Linked DNA regions of Mus musculus: region 2 is linked to region 1. A link is a contact called in public HiChIP or PLAC-seq data. All regions are on one chromosome and are shown on one strand. The core of a region is the stretch at or near the end of the contact, and the rest is flanking DNA. Distances in the headings are between cores, read along the strand shown. Region 1 holds the start of Gata2 (GATA binding protein 2). Region 2 overlaps Eefsec (eukaryotic elongation factor, selenocysteine-tRNA-specific).

Region 1 (5,183 bases), core at 629-3,128:
CCGGCTTTGAGAGGCCTTTAGAATCTCCTGCTAGGTTCCAGGGACATAGAACAATCTGGAAACTCCACGACGATTTCGCCTTGCTCGTTAATGGAGAATCATGGGCTAAAGGCTGGGAGAAGCCGAGAAAGCCTTCCCGAAAGCGGGTCCTAAGTGAACCGCGCAGTGGGAGCGCGAATCTGGCTGGCACTGAGACCACCCACCTGCCCAGCCGACCCCGAGGCACTGCGGTCTCGCGCCCCTCTAGCCCCTGGATCCCTCTTGCTAGACCTCCCGCCTCGGCTGGGCGCGGACTCCCGAGCCTCCTGGGCCCCTGATGGCTCTGGAGCACAGAGGCGCGGGGAATACAGCGGACAGCAGGACCCCCCCCCCCCCGCGCCAGGGAGCAAGAGGCGCGGGTTTCCGGTCCAGTGGAGTTCTGCACCCCGGGCCCCAGGCCTTTACCTGTTCCAGGGCCTCGGACAGACAGATGGACGCCAGCCGCAGAGGCCAGAGGAGGCCCTGCCGTGCGCGCGCCCCCTCAGCGCTGTCCGCAGAGGACCTGGGAGGGGGTGACGGGGGCGCGCCCGAGAAGCTGAGCCCTCCTGGCTGGGCGCCCCCCGAGCCGAGGGGACCGAGGGCTTTCCACCCTCCTTGGATTATTAAAAAGTTCATTTCCTGGCGAATCGGGTGACGTCAGGGGCCCGGCGTCGCGGTGGCGGGGCCGCCGGGCCGGAGAAGCCGCCTCCAGTTACCCAATTACGGACTGTCAATCCTGCCGCCCCTCCCCCATCCTTGGGGGCGGCGGGGACCCCAGCCTTTCCCCAGCTCGGGACCAACCTGGGACTCCTCTGGAATTATTCTTTAGGGGTTTCGGTCCCTGCAAAGATAGAGGAGCTATGTGGAGGGCTCCAAGCTTGGCCAATCCATCGCACCTGTCTAGATTCCCCTAAAAGTCTTGGACTCACAAGCTTCTTTCTGGACTCTTGGAGTTTAGGTCTCCCATCTATAGCCAGGGAGGGAGCTAGGTTTGTATACTCGCCACTGAACTCACTTGTCTCTCCAGAATGGAGGTGTTGTGGAGAAAAACTCCAGGTGACTTTGGGGAAAAAGTGCTCACAACATTGCTTCCCTCTCCCTAAAGACCGTCTCGGGGACCCTTAGAAAGAAAAAATATATATGGTTAATACCCCGGGAGTCTCCCTTCAGCCGACTCTGGCGCCAGTTTCCCGCTCCACGGCCTCGCCCCAGGCAGTTCAGCCTGGTGGTCTACTAAGGCCCCGCCCGGAGCCCTTCCCCCTCCCTGGGCCACTGGCTTGACCGCGACCATTATTGGTCTAGCACAGCCTCAAGTGTCTTAGTGCTCAAAGTTCGGGTGCCCTAGAGAAGTCCACAATCCCTAGACTCATGTTGTCCAGCGGATCCTACCAGCCTCTTGCACAGCTATCCCTGATAGAAGGACAGAGAGTTTGGGGAGTCAGTTGGATTTGGGCTGGCCGTCGTCCGTAGCAGTGGAGGTGGGGCTCCGCCCGAGAGTAGAAAGCTGTGGTCCCAGCAGAGAGATACCCAGAAGGTGCACGTCTCGGCTCCTGGGAAGTCAGGGACCCTATTCGTGCCTAGTTGCTGGGAGGGCAGAGGTTGGAAGACCTGAGCGTCTGCCGGAGGGGTGCAGGGTCTGCCCACGGCGAAGGTCCCCTGGGGGGGGGGGGCGTTGGCATCAGAGGCCGCAGAGAGGGCGCTGGTAGGGGGCCAGGCAGCCTAGGAGGCCAGCTTGCGGGTCATTCCCGAAGTCCAGCGGCCAAAGCGGCGGGAGCAGCCAATGGGGGGGCGGAGGCTGGGCGGCGCGCGGCGCTGATTGGCTGGCGCCGGCTTCATAGGCGTGCGCGGCCCCCGCTTCACGTCTGTGCAGGAGTCGGCAGCTGGCGCCAGGGCGGCCGGAGGATGCAGAGGGGCCGGAGCCGGGCGGGCCGGAGGCCGAGACGCGCGCTGTCCCCCACCCCTATCCCGTGAATCCGCCGGCCCTGGAACGCGCTGTCGCTGGGCCCGCCGTACCCGGGCTCTCCTGGTGTCTCTTACTCTCTACTGCTGAGCCCTCCCCTTCCCGCGCCGCTGCGAGTGTAAGTTTGAGGTTCAGGGGGCTTGTGGACATTCCTAGGTTGGAGGGATCTCTGTGGAGCTCAGACCAGGATCTCCTGTGGGCGATTACGTTCTTATGCTTTGGGGAGAGGTTGGCTGACTGCTAGAGAGTGCATTGGGGACCGGCTCGCAGCCCCAGGAACTGCGGGTGCGTTTTTTGGGGTGGCCCGGGGTGTTGGGGGTTAGTTTGTGTATATATTGTCAAAGTGTTACGGGGGCGTGGGAGAGCGTGTGCCCCAGAGTGGATGTCTAGGCAACTGTCTCTAACTTTTAGTCAGAGTTTATGTGTTTGTGTGCCCAGAGGACAGGGGCACGGTGTGAGAACCTGATTTCAGTTCCGCGTGCGTTTTGGGGGGGTCACCGATGTCAGGACCTATCCGTGTGTGTGACCTCGTGTATGTGGAGTTGCGTCTGTGGGAACGCGAGTTTCCCTGCAAGTGTATGAGGCTGAACCCCTTCCTTCACCTTCCTTTCGTTTTAAACCTTGCGCTTTCCTTCCACCCGGGACTGGTCCTCAGTGAAGCTCCGATGGAACGTCTTTGCTCTCAAGACACAGACTTTGGGAATGGGGGTGTCAGAAGGCGGCAGTGTCCTTCACATTCCCTCTGTTATCCAGGGCCGCCCCACCTTCGCCTGGTTCCCAAGACACAGTAGTGGACCATGGAGGTGGCGCCTGAGCAGCCTCGCTGGATGGCGCACCCCGCCGTATTGAATGCGCAGCACCCCGACTCGCACCATCCGGGCCTGGCGCATAACTACATGGAGCCAGCACAGCTGCTGCCTCCCGACGAGGTGGATGTCTTCTTCAACCATCTCGACTCGCAGGGCAACCCTTACTACGCCAACCCGGCCCACGCGCGCGCGCGCGTTTCCTACAGCCCGGCGCATGGTGAGCTTTGGCCCCCGAGGTTTCTGGAAGCCTGGCGCCCGGGCCAGGCCTTGGAGGGGGGACGGCCTGTTGCTGCTTCCCGGATGTGGGATCCACAGGAATCTGAGCAGCTGCGAAATCGGGCCTAAGAAGATGGAGGCAGGGACTTCTTAGGGAGGGTCTGGGACCTGTAGGGTTTCGGTCCATTTCCAAGTGTCTTGGCGGGGGTGGGGGTGGGGGAATCCTTCTGGGCCCTGTCCGGTGGGGCTGCTGTGTCACTTGTCCTTCGGCCTTTCACTGACATTGCTGATGATTACAGGCTGAGGTGTTACGTTTCTGATGTTTTAAAGGGTGGGGCTGCTGATGGTAGTTCGCTGAGTTGTGATCCTGTGTGCCCGGGTCATGGCTCTGAAGCCCCTGGTCATCCTCACCCCCTTTCCCTCTGCACAGCCCGTCTCACCGGAGGCCAGATGTGCCGACCACACTTGTTGCACAGCCCAGGCTTGCCGTGGCTGGACGGGGGCAAAGCAGCTCTCTCTGCCGCCGCTGCCCATCACCACAGTCCCTGGACCGTCAGCCCGTTCTCCAAGACCCCGCTGCACCCCTCAGCTGCTGGAGCACCCGGAGGGCCTCTGTCTGTTTACCCAGGGGCTGCGGGTGGGAGCGGGGGAGGCAGTGGGAGCTCCGTGGCCTCCCTCACCCCCACTGCAGCCCACTCGGGCTCCCATCTCTTCGGCTTCCCACCCACGCCACCCAAAGAAGTGTCTCCAGACCCCAGCACAACAGGAGCTGCTTCCCCGGCCTCTTCTTCTGCAGGGGGTAGTGTAGCCCGGGGTGAGGACAAGGATGGCGTCAAGTACCAAGTGTCACTCTCCGAGAGCATGAAGATGGAAGGCGGCAGTCCCCTGCGCCCGGGCCTAGCTACCATGGGCACCCAGCCTGCAACACACCACCCGATACCCACCTATCCCTCCTATGTGCCCGCCGCAGCTCATGACTATGGCAGCAGTCTCTTCCATCCAGGAGGCTTCCTGGGTGGCCCCGCCTCCAGCTTCACCCCTAAGCAGAGAAGCAAGGCTCGCTCCTGCTCAGGTAAAGGCAGGTGTGGGACTTCAGGGCCTGTGGGTGTGGTGTGCCTCTGTAAAAGGGGTCCGTGGTCTGATAGAGGGGCCATGCTAGGGCGCCTGATTTAAGAATGGGTGGTGGTCATCTCTGATAGTCCACAGGCATTTGAAGTTCCCTGTGGGGAGGAAGAAACCCCTAAAACTTTCATCCTGCCGTTAAGTGCTCCTAGGAACCCCCATGTTCAGCTCCTCTCCGCACCCCTCCTCATGGCCTCCTCTCCAAGGTTGACAAGTATCAGCTAAAACACAGAATGAGGTTCCCTGTCTCCCTCCCCAAACGTTCAGCTGAGACCGAGCAGCCTCGTGACTGGGCGTGGGGGAGAATGGAGGCTGTAGGTGAGGGAAGGAGTCAGTGTGTACTTATGTGTACGTGTGTCTGTGAGCGTGTGTGCATGCCGTGGGCACTGCAGAGATCTAGGCCCTAGAGGAATCTGGTTCTCCAACTCTGCTAGTCCAGTTTTAGGATTGCAGCGGCTCCAGATCTCCTTGGAGATTTCCCCAAAGCAAAATTCCCAAGGCCTGCTTGCATCCTAGTGACCCTGATCCCTCTCCCTGGGGGTAGGAGTGAGAACCTGTGCGGGTGCCTGCACCCCTTTGCCAGCTGCAGCTGGATCCAGCTAGGTTTGTCCAGCCATATGGCCCTCAGGCAATAACCCGTGGCTCCGAGGCTCCTTCCCATAGCTTTTAGCAAGGGAGGGGGGAAGGCTTCCTCCAAAGTTTATTTCTGAGTTGAAGAACCAACTTCTCATAGGTGACTTAGTTCCAACTAGATCAGGAAGAATTTCCATGGTACTGAGCTACTAAGCCCTCGCTCCGCTGAACTCCAGCCCCAACTTGACTCTTGTCTCCTGCTCTACTAAGACCAGAGACTTTGCCCTTTTTTGCAAAGTCTTGGCCTGTTTGTAGCCCTCTCTTCCGTGTTTGTTTTGTATTCTATTTAAGCTCCAGATGGCCAAAAACAACAACAGAAAATAAGGCCACCTAGCCTAAAGTGAAAGAACTTATTTATTTCATTTTAGAAACAACTTTGATCATTGAATTCTAGGAGTTTGGCTGAAAGGGAGCCCAACTGGAGG
Region 2 (5,221 bases), core at 368-2,867, 110 kb after region 1:
TTAATAAGGTTTCAATTTGGCTGCTCTTATTTCTCCCTCTTCTTTGAGCAAGGCTGTGCACAGATAAGACATTTTCCTCCCTCTAATGCATTTAATCGCATCACACACACACACACACACACACACACACACACACACACACACACATACACACACACACACACACAAAGGCAAACTCAGGGCTCTGTGTGAGGACAGCACATATGAGCCTCCGGGGGATACCAGGGCCTCCCTGATGGCTCCTTGCTGAGAAGCAAAATGCAGGTCAGTTTGGGGCATTTATTCTAACCAGTTAGTTTTAGAGAAATTAAAGCCAATCAAAACCATAGAGAATCAAGTGATATCACCTGCATTCCTCTGCCAGGAGCTGACTAAAATCCCAATCCTATTCCCCCTCCTGACTGTCCTGTAGCAACTATCCTCATGAATTCACTGTGTCCTGTTTTATATATTTACATCCATGTATGTGTTTCTGAGTAGTAGACACACTTGTTAGTATATGATGGCATGACATCACAGTTTAACTCTACTACTGACCCTCTTTCTTTGACATTATATTTCTGACATCTATTCATATCGGGCACACACAATAACAGCATGTATCTATATATGCTCTCTTGGTGTTCATGGTATACACTTGTAGAAGTCAGAGGTCAATATCATATGTCTTCCTCAATGCTTTTCACTTTATGTAAGACAGTTTCTCACTGAACCTGAAGCTGACCGATTCAGCTAAATGGTTGCCAGCCTCAGGAAGCTGGAGCTGGAGCTAGAGCTACAGACATGCACTGCCACAAGCAGTGTGTATATGGGAATCAGAACTCAGGTCTACAAGCTCTGTATGCACTGAGCCAACTCCCCACCAAATCACTTATTCCCACCATAGATGTTCATGAGGGTTACTAGCTTCTGCCATGAACAAGCCTCAGCTTGCACACACACAGTTTCTCTAGCACAGTGGGTATGCTTCTGATTTTATCAGGTCTCATAGACTGCTCTTGGCAGTGGTCAGCTATAGTCCTATCAACAATGCAAGGAAGTCTCTCTCCTACATACTGACCTGGGGCTGCAGGTCTGCTGCTCTTACTAGGCTGATAGATAAACTCAGTGTTTGCTGCTGTCTTAATGTGTCACCCCATCACCAGGGACAAGCCTGTCCAGAAGGCTTCTCATTTGTCCTACTCCCAAGTACCACACATAAAAACTGCTTAAAAACAAACCAACCCACATGAGAACAGTGTTCTGTGAATATGCACTCCTGAGCCAGATTCAGTCTTTACGGAAGGGAAGGACAGGTGAGAAGGCCTGTGCATAATATGCCCTCCCTGCTTCATATAGCCTCTGGGCACGAGGCCAAGGACTTTTCTAGAAGCTCTTGAGAGTGGAGGCTACTCTTTCACCTGGCTTAGGTTCTCTCTTCCAGGGCCCTCCACAAAACTAGAGGATATGTTAACTAGAGGGATCTACTTCATGCAAAAATTCCATCAGATCTTAAATAAAAGACTAGTTGTCCCCTGGGAGGGAGCCAGGGAGTCCCATGCTTAGAGGAAGAGGAACATTACCTCCTGTAAGACCAGAGGAAGCAGCAGTTGGTCTTCAGCCTGTCTGCCAGGCCAAGCTCCATCTCTACTTTGCTCACTCGGATTGGTTTCAGTTTCACTGGGCGCCAGGTCTTTGAGCACTGGCTATTATTATCTGGGCCCACAACAATTCTCCTCCTCTGCTCAGCTCTCTCTACCCTCCTCACTCCATATACAAATGACTCCAACATCCACCTCAGGAGACCCTTTCAAGAGCTGTAACTTCTACTATGCCTTTGTACTGCTGCCTCCTGGGACATGCTGCTCCATGCTGGACACCAGCTCCTAAAATGAATACATTTACTTTGCAGGGCACTGATCCCTGACCTCTGGGATGGCACATTTCATGGCCCTCCATGTCAACTTCACAAATTCACTCTTCCCATTAGCCTTCCCCCGTGGCTATAACAAAGGGGAACTGTAAAAGTGACAAGGGGCCTTCCAGGAAGCCTTCTTCCTCCTCCAAGCCACTCCTAGTATTTGTCATCCCATAAAACTTTAAACTGAATTACATCAACATTAGATTCTTATGTCTTCCATGAAACTGTGCTTTGTTTTTAAGTGACTGCTGGGTTTGGAGTATGGAATCCATACAAGGCAAGCTGAGGAGACCAGCTGTCCTCTTGGTGGCTAGAGGCCCACTGCATAATGGAACAGCAAGGGTGGCCACATCTGGATCCCTGGGCCTTGGTGAGGAACAACATGTGGGTTTTAATCTTAGGTGGACAGGAGGGGTCCCCCAGTTCTTGGACTATCCTGTTCTTCATCAAAGTCCAGCATTAAGCGCACTCCCATGAGTCTCCCAGACTCCAGTTCCCCTGCCATACAGGCTGCAAGTGTCACAACCAGGCATCAGACATTCACACCATGCATGGTTACAACGTGTCCCAGGCCTGTGTCCTGGCAGGGTCAAGCCCTCCTCTGTCCTCTACACCATCATCCCACAGCCTCCCTGTAGCTGAGAGGCTGCACTGCTTACCACACTGGTGCTCATGCCTCCTGCCTTGACCTTAGAGTCTGTGGCACAAGGTGTGGCATACCGAAATTGGTGGTCTCCCTGTGCAGATGGGAGCACTGGGCAGCACTGGCCTCATCTCTTCTCTGGCATTTGTGCTTAGTAATCCACTAGGCTTGACTGATGGAGCAGATACCATGACACAACACAGTTGGAGGGAGTAGTGTCTCCCAGCGCATCCCACTGCTAGCATCCATCTTGACCATACACAACAAGCCCAGGCAGGAGAACCCAGGCCCACTCCTTGGTGGATCTAGGTCAATGACAGGAGCTGAAGTGAAAACGGGGTGATGAAGACAGAGAAACAGAAGGAGCAACAAGACAATGTCTTTATTTGTCTCATTGGCTGACACTATTGGGCCTCCTGAGAGCAGTCACACCCCGACTGCTATGAAAGGTGACTTGTAGGTCTAGGACAGATTCATACTCAGCCCCATGTTTTCTTTTAAGTGGATAAAAGAAAGTGTCATCTGTCCACCAATGTCCAGATAATGGAAATACCGCTTTACCGCAAGCAGGGTTCCTCTGGTCAGCACGCCAGCAGAGAACACTCAGTCCAGGTCCAAGAATTGGGCACTCAACCCAAATATGTATGGACTGTCGCTGCACCAATGTGCCCTGCAACAGGGGCATGCTCCTCGTTGCAGTCACCAGGAGACAAAATCCTGGGTCTCCTGTCTCCATCAGGGATAACATTGGCCCAACCCCTCTGCAAAGTTCTCACTATGCCTCCATTTGATGCCCAAGCACCCTACCTCTTAGAAACTTTCCAAAAGGCAAGGATGATGGCTCACTAAAATTTACCTCACTGTTTATGATCACCAAAAGATGGAGACACCCAAGCAACAGAGAGACAGATAAACAGGACAGAGAATAAAATGTCACTTATACTAGGAAATTGTGTTAGCATGGAGAGATGCTTCCCTGTAAGTAAGTGTGGTGTGCGTGTACGTGCGTGCGTGCGTGCGTGCGTGCGTGTGTGTGTGTGTGTGTGTGTGTGTGTGTGTGTGTGTGTGTGTGTGTGTTGTCTTTTCTGGTTTCCTTATACTTCCTAACAATTTCTTAAAGTAAGCATGCATAGCTTTGACAACTGGAATAAAGGTTTTTAAAAACTCTAGGTTAAAAGAGAAACAAAGTCCACCCCAGCATGCTGCAAGAATGTGCTATCTAAAACTGGTGTATGAGGTGACAAAAGCCCTCTACAAGTCTCTTCCTCAGTCCAATGCCCTACAGGGAAGCCAGGCCCTGCTATTACCCTCTAGCCTTTACCACCATTTGACAAACAGAAACCAAAGCCAAGTCATTACCCTAGACCACTTGGTGGAAAGCGGCTGACAGGGGTTCTAACCCACTCACACCTAGTTGCAAAGACGGTATCCATTGGACCAGAGTGCTTCTGACAAGGCAGACAGGCTCCACTCTACATCTTGGACAAAACAGATGCTATTAGTGGGGCTCACATGTTTGACTCCAGAACTAAAGAAAAAGGTGTTGCCTCCCTTCTCCTTTCGCCAGTGCCTTCAGAGATTGTGTACTTGGGTATATAGTAGTACCCTGACTTAGGCCCACCTTAAGGGCCTAAACCTTTGCCAGGTTTTCAGGCCTAAAAGAAAAATTGCAGCACCTGTAGACTACAGGAATTAAGAGGGATGGCCCAGCTTGTCTAACCATAGGAAATACTGATTCTTCTCTCCATCAGTTTTTTCCTGGTTCAAGGTTTTTTTCTAATTATAAAGTGAAGGCCAGAGCTGTCTAGCTGGAATGGAAAGACCAGCTGTGGACTGAGACACACATCACCAAGGGACCAGGTACTGAGGACACTTTCCTTCTATCTGTCTATTCTCATGCATTTTCCAAGTGCAGTATCAGAATGAAAAACGTTTAAGGAGTACATTTAAAGCAGGGGGTGCAGGCCTGTGCCTGCACTCCCTAAGCACCCAGGAGGCTATGGCAGAGAGATCTTAAATTAAAGACCATCAGGGGCTATATAGCAAATCTATCACAAAACAAACACAACTCAATGTCTTAGTTTTAAACTCAAGAAGATCACCTGGCTCTGCAGAGGCAGGTCCAGCAAGGCTCAAACCATCCCTGCTCAAGCAGCCATGGCTCTGCATGCTTTCTGGTGCTCACCACCTTACTCCTGGGCAGGACATATCTGGTCACATGCTAACCAGTGTGGTTGGTGGCTGAGGTAGGCTCTGTTAGGTCATGGGGTGGGAGTGGGGTGGGAGGGAGGCAGGCATGAAACTTTGTCAGGTTTCCAGGCTCAAGAGGAAAATCTCAGCCCCTGTAGACCATTGCCTTGTGTCCTCAGCAGGTCATAAGGGTCAGGGACCCCTGCTTTTCTTCTCTCTCTCTCTCTCTCTCTCTCTCTCTCTCTCTCTCTCTCTCCCCCCCCCCCCCACCCCCCGACCCATCTCTCTCTGCCGGTGGCTCTTTGCTTTTCTCCCTTAACATTTAGGTCCACTCAGGCCTCCATGCCCCCTCATTACTTTTAGCACAGAGATCCATGAGAAGTTTATCTCTGGTATGGCATGGCACACTGCAGGGTACCAGCAGAGATCAGTAGGACAGCTAGTCAGCACCCAGTGGGTGATGCCCAAACAAGGACTGAGTAAGCAAA

What was found. HiChIP or PLAC-seq counts read pairs in DNA pulled down with a chosen protein or histone mark.
Region 2: an H3K4me3 HiChIP or PLAC-seq map of bone marrow-derived macrophages shows a contact between it and region 1, with 2.4 times the contacts expected there. The contact joins the enhancer-like site here to the promoter of Gata2 in region 1. A contact is called at or near these places in 2 of 39 promoter capture datasets (liver and trophoblast stem cells), 1 of 15 datasets of contacts at CTCF or cohesin (embryonic stem cells), 15 of 484 Hi-C or Micro-C datasets (the G1E-ER4 cell line, cerebellar granule neurons, cerebellum and 7 more), 7 of 115 datasets of contacts at active chromatin or transcription factors (bone marrow-derived macrophages, craniofacial prominence, embryonic hindbrain and 3 more) and 2 of 9 other capture datasets (adipose tissue and pancreatic islet).

Annotation. Positions count from the first base shown.
Region 1 is chr6:88,196,786-88,201,968 of GRCm38.p6, forward strand. It overlaps Gata2 (GATA binding protein 2), which reads left to right and starts at 1,879. Exons shown (of 6, transcript NM_008090.5): 1 at 1,879-2,096; 2 at 2,732-3,004; 3 at 3,434-4,075. The coding sequence starts at 2,776. It overlaps Gm38708 (a long non-coding RNA gene), which reads right to left and starts at 598. Exons shown (of 4, transcript XR_001785312.2): 1 at 1-598.
Region 2 is chr6:88,304,919-88,310,139 of GRCm38.p6, forward strand. All of the region lies in intron 4 of Eefsec (eukaryotic elongation factor, selenocysteine-tRNA-specific), which reads right to left. Among named protein-coding and RNA genes, the nearest start is that of Dnajb8, 85 kb to the left of the region's middle. Within about 2 kb of position 1,618, at least 23 of the 459 cell types and tissues checked have an H3K27ac peak or open chromatin away from gene starts, as enhancers often do. A contact at or near this core is called in bone marrow-derived macrophages, colon epithelium and uterus, where this site is marked.